Regions from separate parts of the Bombyx mori genome. Here region 2 is linked to region 1. The links are chromatin contacts, called in public Hi-C maps. All regions are on one chromosome and are shown on one strand. Each heading gives the region's core, a stretch centred on a gene start, on an enhancer-like site or on the middle of the called end of the contact. The rest is flanking DNA. Distances are from core to core; before and after follow the strand shown.

Region 1 (3,970 bases), core at 162-2,661:
TTGAACGTCTAAATTATTGGTGGCAGAGTACATTGTGAATCTATTTACCACAATTCGACTTATTTCCGGCGCGAAGCAATGATTGTTTGTTTTCTGAACTGCGTACAGAGTGAACTTTATTACAGTGCTATTAAGAACTCATGTCTTAAGTTTGATGGCGACAGTCACAATGTTTTTGCATGAGCTACCACTGAGTGGCATGTGTACCTTGATATCGTCTGCCCATCTACGGAATAATTTTTTTTTAGACATTAATTGAGCATTTCTATAATCTATTACGTCATATTATATGTAACTAGGCTGTTTTAAACAATACACACAGCACGCAGGATATGAATCGTCATCATCCTATCGACGACGCGCCGCCGCCGCAGTGGCGCGACGTCGCAGTTAAATGTTTCATTGTGTCATATCTGCTACTTCAAATGAACCATGAAGTGCATGTCGTTACTAAACACCATTTCTATCAGAGATAAAGAGTAAATAAATGCCAATTAAGTAATTTCTATGGCTATGAAACTTTCTGTTTTTTTTTTTTTTTTGTTATACTTCTTAACTAAGGCCCTCTTGCAGCCACCGGAGTTTATAGACGTCATAAAAATGCTGACGCAAATTAGAATGATGAATTGCATCGGTGTGAACAGGAACAGTGTGGTAGATTTTTGGCAGATTTCGGAGCTGCCCGATCTTAAGGTAATAAAAGGTAAACGAACTCCATAGAAATCACGTGAATATTGCCACCCGCCTTGTTTCAATTACTATTTTTTCGGGCCGGCCCTTACCTCATACGAGGTGTCCATGCCTAGGCAGAAACGGCTGTCACCACCCCCAAGCAATGGCTTATTTTGTCTTCCTACCAAAGCTGATAGCCTTGAGAGGCTACTTCAGCGTAACCTTACGTAGTAGGTGAGCTCACGGGGCTCAAACCGGATTGATGCTAACACTGACCCTAGCAAGAGCAGTGCTTCGCTGAATCTACCACCGGATCGGACACGCGACCCACTGAGAAGACCGGGCGAGAAACTCAGTGGGCATGGCTTATTACTTCGCGGCAGTAATATACAGAACTTCACGATACGACCTACCACCACTAAATACCCGTTACTTGATAAAAAAACCATCGAAATCCGACACAATAACTATTGCTTAATCCAAATGATTGCTCATAATATGATATTATATTCGTTGAATTTACATATGCCCGATCCCACTATATCATCCGTTTCTAGATAATTTATAATTCGAATTAAAAAAAAAAACGTTATATTTAAACAAGGATTTCCCCCTTCATCTTTTTTTTTAGGGAAATAACATTCTAATGGTCATAACTACATATAAAATTTACAATATAAACGTTCATACGACAATAGACTCTTATCATGCCCGACCATGTCGGCTCCAATTGTGCATAAATATTAAAACTAACCATTTTATTGTTATCAACATGTGAGTCATTGAATAACTATTCGGGAGCTTCGTAAATATCAATGCTTTTTTTTTTTTTTTTTTTAATGAAATAAAAACAAACAAAACTTCGGAACAACAATAAATTTTGACGATGAAAACAAATTGAAACGTAAAAACAAATTTTATCGCGGTTAAAAGAAAAGAACAGTCGTTACCTATATTGTTATGAAACTACTGTTCGAGAACTAAAGTTTTCTGTCGTTATATGACGGTCTCCCTGCAATGAAATCTAAAGCTCAAAACTAAAGTTCTCAAAACTATCGATATAAATGCCGTTAGGAAAACTATTACAGCTATAGACGGGGACAGACAAGCTCACAGCCCATCTGGTGTTAAGTTGTTAGTGGAACCCATTGTTACTGTACAACAGTAAGGAGTATTATAGCTTTGGGATGGTAGGAGAGACTGGTGATAGACTGTTGGGAGTGGGGTTTATTAGCAAAGACCCGAATGTCTCTGAAAATTCCTAACAGTCGAGGACAGCTAATCTGCTAGTGCATCTACTAATTAATCGGAATCGCTACCCGCGGATTAGATCTGGCGAGAAACTCAAATAATTGCTGTTAGGGGCTAAGCATCAGTTCAAACTCTTCAACGAGTTCTTCGAGTAAGTCAAGTAGGTCATTGTACTAGTATTCACGTTCGTAGCGATTGATTTACATTGCACGACAATATTCCTTCATTGTGGGTTTATTAGTGAACGCGCGATAGATAGACCTTTTTATCTATACATATAAATAAAATTGCAGTATCTGTTTGTAATATTGAAATAACTGCTTTTTACTACATGCATATGAATATATATACGTTATATACACCAAAATAACATTTTTTACAATTTTTGTCTGACTGTCTGTTTGTTTGTTCCGGCTTTGGAACGGCTGGACCGATTTTGACGGGACTTTCACTGACAGGTAGCTGATGATATAAAGAGTAACTTAGGCTACTTTTTTTAGGCTAGCTTCGCCCCGCGGCGTTACCCGCGGTACGACAATAACCGCGGGTAACATCGCGGGACTCAACTAAAATTTAATGTTTCCGAAGCGAAGCGAGCGCCGGTCGCTAGTAATACATATAATACCCTGCACTTTGACCTATCCCAATATTGTCTCGTTCAATTGATTAATCGTCTAGTAAATTTTTACATTATGTTATCTTTCTAGTATGAATATTCTTAAATATAATTGTAAATAGCCATGCTTTAACAAAAACCGACTTCAAATAGAAAAAAAAAGAAATTCCAAAACAAATTAATATATATACACTAAATACAATAATCATCGAAATCGGTTGGCATGATATTGAGTTATTGAGTTATTCATCTATTTGTCGCGCACGTACTTAATGCAAATTTAAGGCTTATATGGTTTTCTCGTGGATACCATTATCAAAACTGGACCACACGGGAAGCGTCAGCTTTCTAATAAAAAAAGAATCATTAAAATCGATTCACCCAGTCAAAAGTTATAGAGGTAACAAACATTAAAAAAATTACATACAGTCGAATTGAGAACCTCCTCCTTTTTTGAAGTCGGTTAAAAATAGAGCTCCTTTCGGGAGAACATACGTGCTACTAATTATTTTTGCCTGCTCAAAAACATTTGTCATATGGCGTATATGATGTGGTGATAAAATAAATTAACGTACCTTCCTATAGACAGCAGTGATGAGAACGAGTTTGTCAAAGAGGAATATCCTCATGAGCTGTCGCCAGCGCCGAGCCGTGTCCATAGCGTAGAACTCGTTCTGACGAAGCAGTCGACCTTGGTTCAGAAGGTTTAGGTAATGCTACAAAAATACCAATCGATCTATTATTGAACTCATAACATATTACTGGTGGTAGGACCTCTTGTGAGTCCGCACGGGTAGGTACCACCACCCTGCCTCTTTCTACCGTCAAGCAGTAATGCGTTTCGGTTTGAAGGGTCGGGCAGCCGTTGTAACTATACTGAGAACTTAGAACTTATATCTCAAGGTGGGTGGCGCATTTACGTTGTAGATGTCTATGGGCTCCAGTAACCACTTAACACCAGGTGGGCTGTGAGCTCGTCCACCCATGTAAGCAATAAAAAACAAAAAAAAAACTAATAACAGCATATCAGGTGATACATAGAATAATGTACCTACTTTCTTTTTTATTTATTTTCCAGTTACTCACTCCAATTAATGTGGCTATAACAATGAAAAATGAAATGAAAAAACAGAACAATGAGGGTCAGTTAAACCGAGGAAAAGCCAAATAGTTTTAGGTCCCAAAAACAAATTTAATGAGTAGGAACTTTTCATGTACCAATTAAAAACAAGTTTAATCGTAAAGTAATAATTACATTACATTTTAAATCTTTTCCAGTCGACAATTTAGAATCTATGAATATTTTGTCGATGTCTAAACTTTATTGATACCTACATGGATTTATTAGATGATACCTTATTAGGTATCCTCTATACCTACAGCTGCGAGCCAGTAATAACGCAAATTTATGAATTTTGCGTGTTTGAATTT
Region 2 (4,181 bases), core at 477-2,976, 33 kb after region 1:
TAGTGAATATAATATATACACGTATATTCAGTGCAATATGAACTACATTACTTTTTTAGCTTAAGGTTCCAGTTACAGGATATCTGGTTCAGTTTTTTACACATCATGTATAGTTTGCAATTCAGCAACGATTAAAAATGGAATTGAAGAACATGTTTTTGAGGAAGCTGCTGGGTTTTTACACTTCGATGCTTCACTCCGAGACACTGTCAGATTTTCAGAATGAAAATAAACTATATTCATATGTTTTTCTTTTTCAATATACAGACTGATAAATATATAATACAGACTGATAAGCAAATATAATTTAAGATATCACGATTAGAACAGTGTGCTTAGTGGAAGAAGGACATGTTATAGCGCTCAGGAAGCACCGTAGAGGGGAGTTCGTTCCAGAGTCGGAAGGTACGCGGCAGAAGATGTTCTGTGTACTCAGTGCGAGTTTTTTAACGTTCTCGACAGCGTAAAAGTTGATATTATATGATATGAACTAACTTTTAGGCTATCGAGAACGTTAAAAAACTCGCACTAAGCACACAGAATAGAATAATTGTTAGAGTTGATGCCGTTAACACCTTTTCGACATCGGCCAACCCACCATTCGAACAGAGCTCATCCCCATTACATTACCATAAAATGAATACCGAGCACTCCCGAAGCTTCTAAAATGTTTTTAATGGTATGAAATTGCATGGTTAAACGTTGATATTCACTTAACTAAAATCAGTTAATACTCTTAAATAGTAATTGTATTATCTATGGTTACTACAGAAATATCTGAACACATAAAGATATTTAAATAGCGCCACCTATGTAAATGGTTGGAACTATAACAAAATTTAAGCGAAACGGTTTCAAGATTGGCTTGAACCAGTTTTCATAGTTTTTCAATAGATGTCACTAATGTCGAATATAAGAAAATTGACTCCTGATTTTAAAACTTCAATGACATAGAAGTTAGTCCTAGCAGCAAACAATAATTACAATTCTCTTGGTACGTTAATATTAATTTAAAATTTGAAAATTTAAAGAACACTATACTAAGCAATTCAATACATTATTTTTTTTAGACAATCTATTCTAACATTCGCTATTTCGATCTGAACATGTATCTAGTTAACGATATTGTTGTTAACCTTGGCCCTCAAACTTCACGGATAACTACAAATTGTACTCATATACATAGTGATTGTTTTATCTAAAAAATGCGTAAAATAAGTATTCTGTACAGTATATTCTTAAAACAAGTTTTATCTGGTTGTATTTAGATATAGAGACGATTTAGTAGATAAAGATTTTCAGCATTGAGTCACGCGTCGTCTATCGCGCGTTTTATCAGTGCCTCGTGAAAAAATTATTCAAGCATAAAAATCCTTCTGTTTTTTTACTAAAAATATTTGCTATAACATTGTATGAACTTACAGATTATTTCTGATTTTAGTTGCGGGTGTTCGTTTAGCCATTCTCTCAGTTCATTGAAATTCGAAACTAGTGTTTCTGGATTCTCATTAATCTCTTCCCTCGCTTTCTTACGAAGAGCATCTGATAAAGGACGTATCTCCATTAGAAAGGTATTTTGTGTGCTAAAAGTTAAAATAATAAATGATCAAATATAAATTGAAAACATTAAGTAACTCATAAGTAAAGAGGAGTATAAAATTAAATAGTAAAACTAATATTTAAACAATTGAAAACAATAATATTTTACTAACCTCTTTCAATCAGATTTTCATTTATCCATATGTTAATCGAATCACGTTATATCACCTTTGTATAAACTAATCTAATATTTAAATGACATACACATTTTAATTATGTACAAAACTTTAATTTGATAACAAATTTTAAATCACAAATAGGTCTGCAGATGTCTCTACAATACCGTTTACCGTAATAATATTATACGAATAAATTAGAAGCACAGATATAAAGTGGTCTATGAATTCTAAATAGCAACACTCAATTCTAGCGATTTATGTTATCTAACAGTGGGTTAGCTGCGTGTGTAACAATATAGCAAATAATAACACGCACACACACACACACACACACATGTACGTAGGACTCAAATTTGATAGGCAAGCAGGTTTAATGAAACATGGAATAATGTTGTAATTTTAGAAATATCCAAAATGTTTACTTAAATGTGATCTGTATGAAATAAATAACCTTCACAATGTTCTCATAACCTCAATATTTATAATCTCACCAGTGGATACACAGGCTATCTCTGCCTCGAAGCATTTGTGTATTTTAGATTGTGCCATTTAGGATCGCCGGCAACCGTAGTGGCGTATTATGCTCACAATTAAAACTGGGTACTTTTAAATCAAAATCGATTAAAAGACGTGTCTTCAAAATAAGCGTCGCAATGCCAAGTCGCAGTATCTCTGCAACGTTCCGGAATAATTGGAGTTCTTTGGGTGACAGTCATTTCAATTTCCGGAAGCTCTCGACAAAGCAATGTTTTACGTCTGGATAAAGACTTTCTTTACATAGGACACGTCCAACCTCGCATGAAACACTGTTTCCTCTCTGAGCCAGAGAAGCCAGATACTACGATTTGACTTCATATAGGAAGGATCATCTCGAACAAATTCCCTGCATCCCTGCATCGCCTTTTTACCATCACACCTCCCGCCACCGAAACAGAATTCATCAATACTATCTGGTACCGCTGCGTTCATCGACAGTTCATATCCAGTGCGCTTAGTGCGAATTTTTTAACGTTCTCGATAGCGTAAAAGTTAGCTCATATTTGTATGGAATGGGATCGTTTGCCTACGTTTGTCGTAAGGGGCACTGTTCCAATTGCATACAAAATTGGGTTAACTTTTACGCTATCCAGAACGTTTAAAATACTCGCACTAAGCACACAGAACATCTTCTACCGCGTACCTTTCGGCTCTGGAATGGACTTCCTTCTACGGTGCTTCCTGAGCGCTATGACATGTCCTTCTTCAAACGAGACGTTCGGAGAGTACTTAGCGGTATGCAGATGCATGGCTATGCCTCTACCATTGCTGATGTCGATGAGCGACGGTTACCATTCACCATCAGATGGGTCGTATGCTTACCGGCCCACGAAGACAATAAAAAATAGGAATAAAATTGAAACAAATAATTCATAAAACCGTCCGTTATATTACATGTCTAGCTTAATGTTAATCTAGAATATTTAAATGATAAATAAATAAATTAGTATTAATTATTAATAAGTATTTTAAGATAAATATTTTTTAAAACAACTCCGGCCATCACCAACGTCATAAATGTAATTATTTTTATCATATTCACTAATATCAAGTCCACTTAAAACTCTTCAGGAAGTCCGCTCCTGATGTAAAAACCAGTCCCTGTAGCTCTCCACCTTATTTTTCCAGTAGTCTGTGCAACAAATAAAATTACTAAAGTTCCTAAATTTACTCAAATTTCTAAAATATTTATAAATAATAAATAAATAAATAAATATTTAATAACAATCACGCCACGTTAACTGGTCCCGTGCTAAGTTCGTGAAGAACTTGTGTTACAGGTACCAGATAACGGAAATAAATGTAAGATTTTTATTATACACGTACATATATTTAATATACATCCATAACTCTGGAAAAGACATTTATATTTATCATACAAATATCTTCCCTTGGCGGGATTCGAACCCGCGACCCCCTTGTGTAGTGATCATGTCACTTACCTGTACTTACTACAAACACGCTTTCGTCATCCGTATTGTCACCGACAATCTCTCGGTGCCCTTGAAAAGGAACGGGTTTTTTTTTGTTTGGTAAACGATAAGCCGGCCGATCAAATTTATTTTGATTTCGAATACTTATCGAACGTGTTGCTTCGTTTACAATAACAAATATATTTACGGATAAAAAAAAAACCTATCAATTCTTGCACGCTGCCGTCAGTTCCTCCATATACCTCGGGGAGAATAGATTTCGGAAGATTTTCATAAATGTCTTCATAGTTGGAACCGCAACCTTGAATCTGAAACGTTGGTAAGTTTAAGCCAATTATCTGATGTAAGAATGTTGCATGGTCGATCTTGTTTTGACTTTCGATGAAGGTAATAAGATATTATGCTTTCTCAGTCTTCCCTCTGCTATAAAATATAAGAAACATAATCTTCGTAGTTTGTTATTCAACTTTCAAATTTATATACGATATACTAA

The links. Hi-C and Micro-C count contacts between places; a contact is called where the count stands out from the background.
Region 2: a Hi-C map of whole pupa shows a contact between it and region 1, with 4 times the contacts expected there. The contact joins the promoter of LOC101735520 here to the enhancer-like site in region 1. A contact is called at or near these places in 3 of 7 Hi-C or Micro-C datasets (midgut, posterior silk gland and whole pupa).

Annotation. Positions count from the first base shown.
Region 1 is chr4:7,272,595-7,276,564 of ASM3026992v2, forward strand. LOC101742987 (FYVE, RhoGEF and PH domain-containing protein 3) reads right to left here. Exons shown (of 8, transcript XM_038021893.2): 5 at 3,115-3,255. Among protein-coding and RNA genes, the nearest start is that of LOC134198753, 9.1 kb to the left of the region's middle. Within about 2 kb of position 1,412, at least 3 of the 8 cell types and tissues checked have open chromatin away from gene starts, as enhancers often do.
Region 2 is chr4:7,305,593-7,309,773 of ASM3026992v2, forward strand. It overlaps LOC101735520 (alpha-tocopherol transfer protein-like), which reads right to left and starts at 1,727. Exons shown (of 7, transcript XM_038010507.2): 1 at 1,713-1,727; 2 at 1,423-1,542.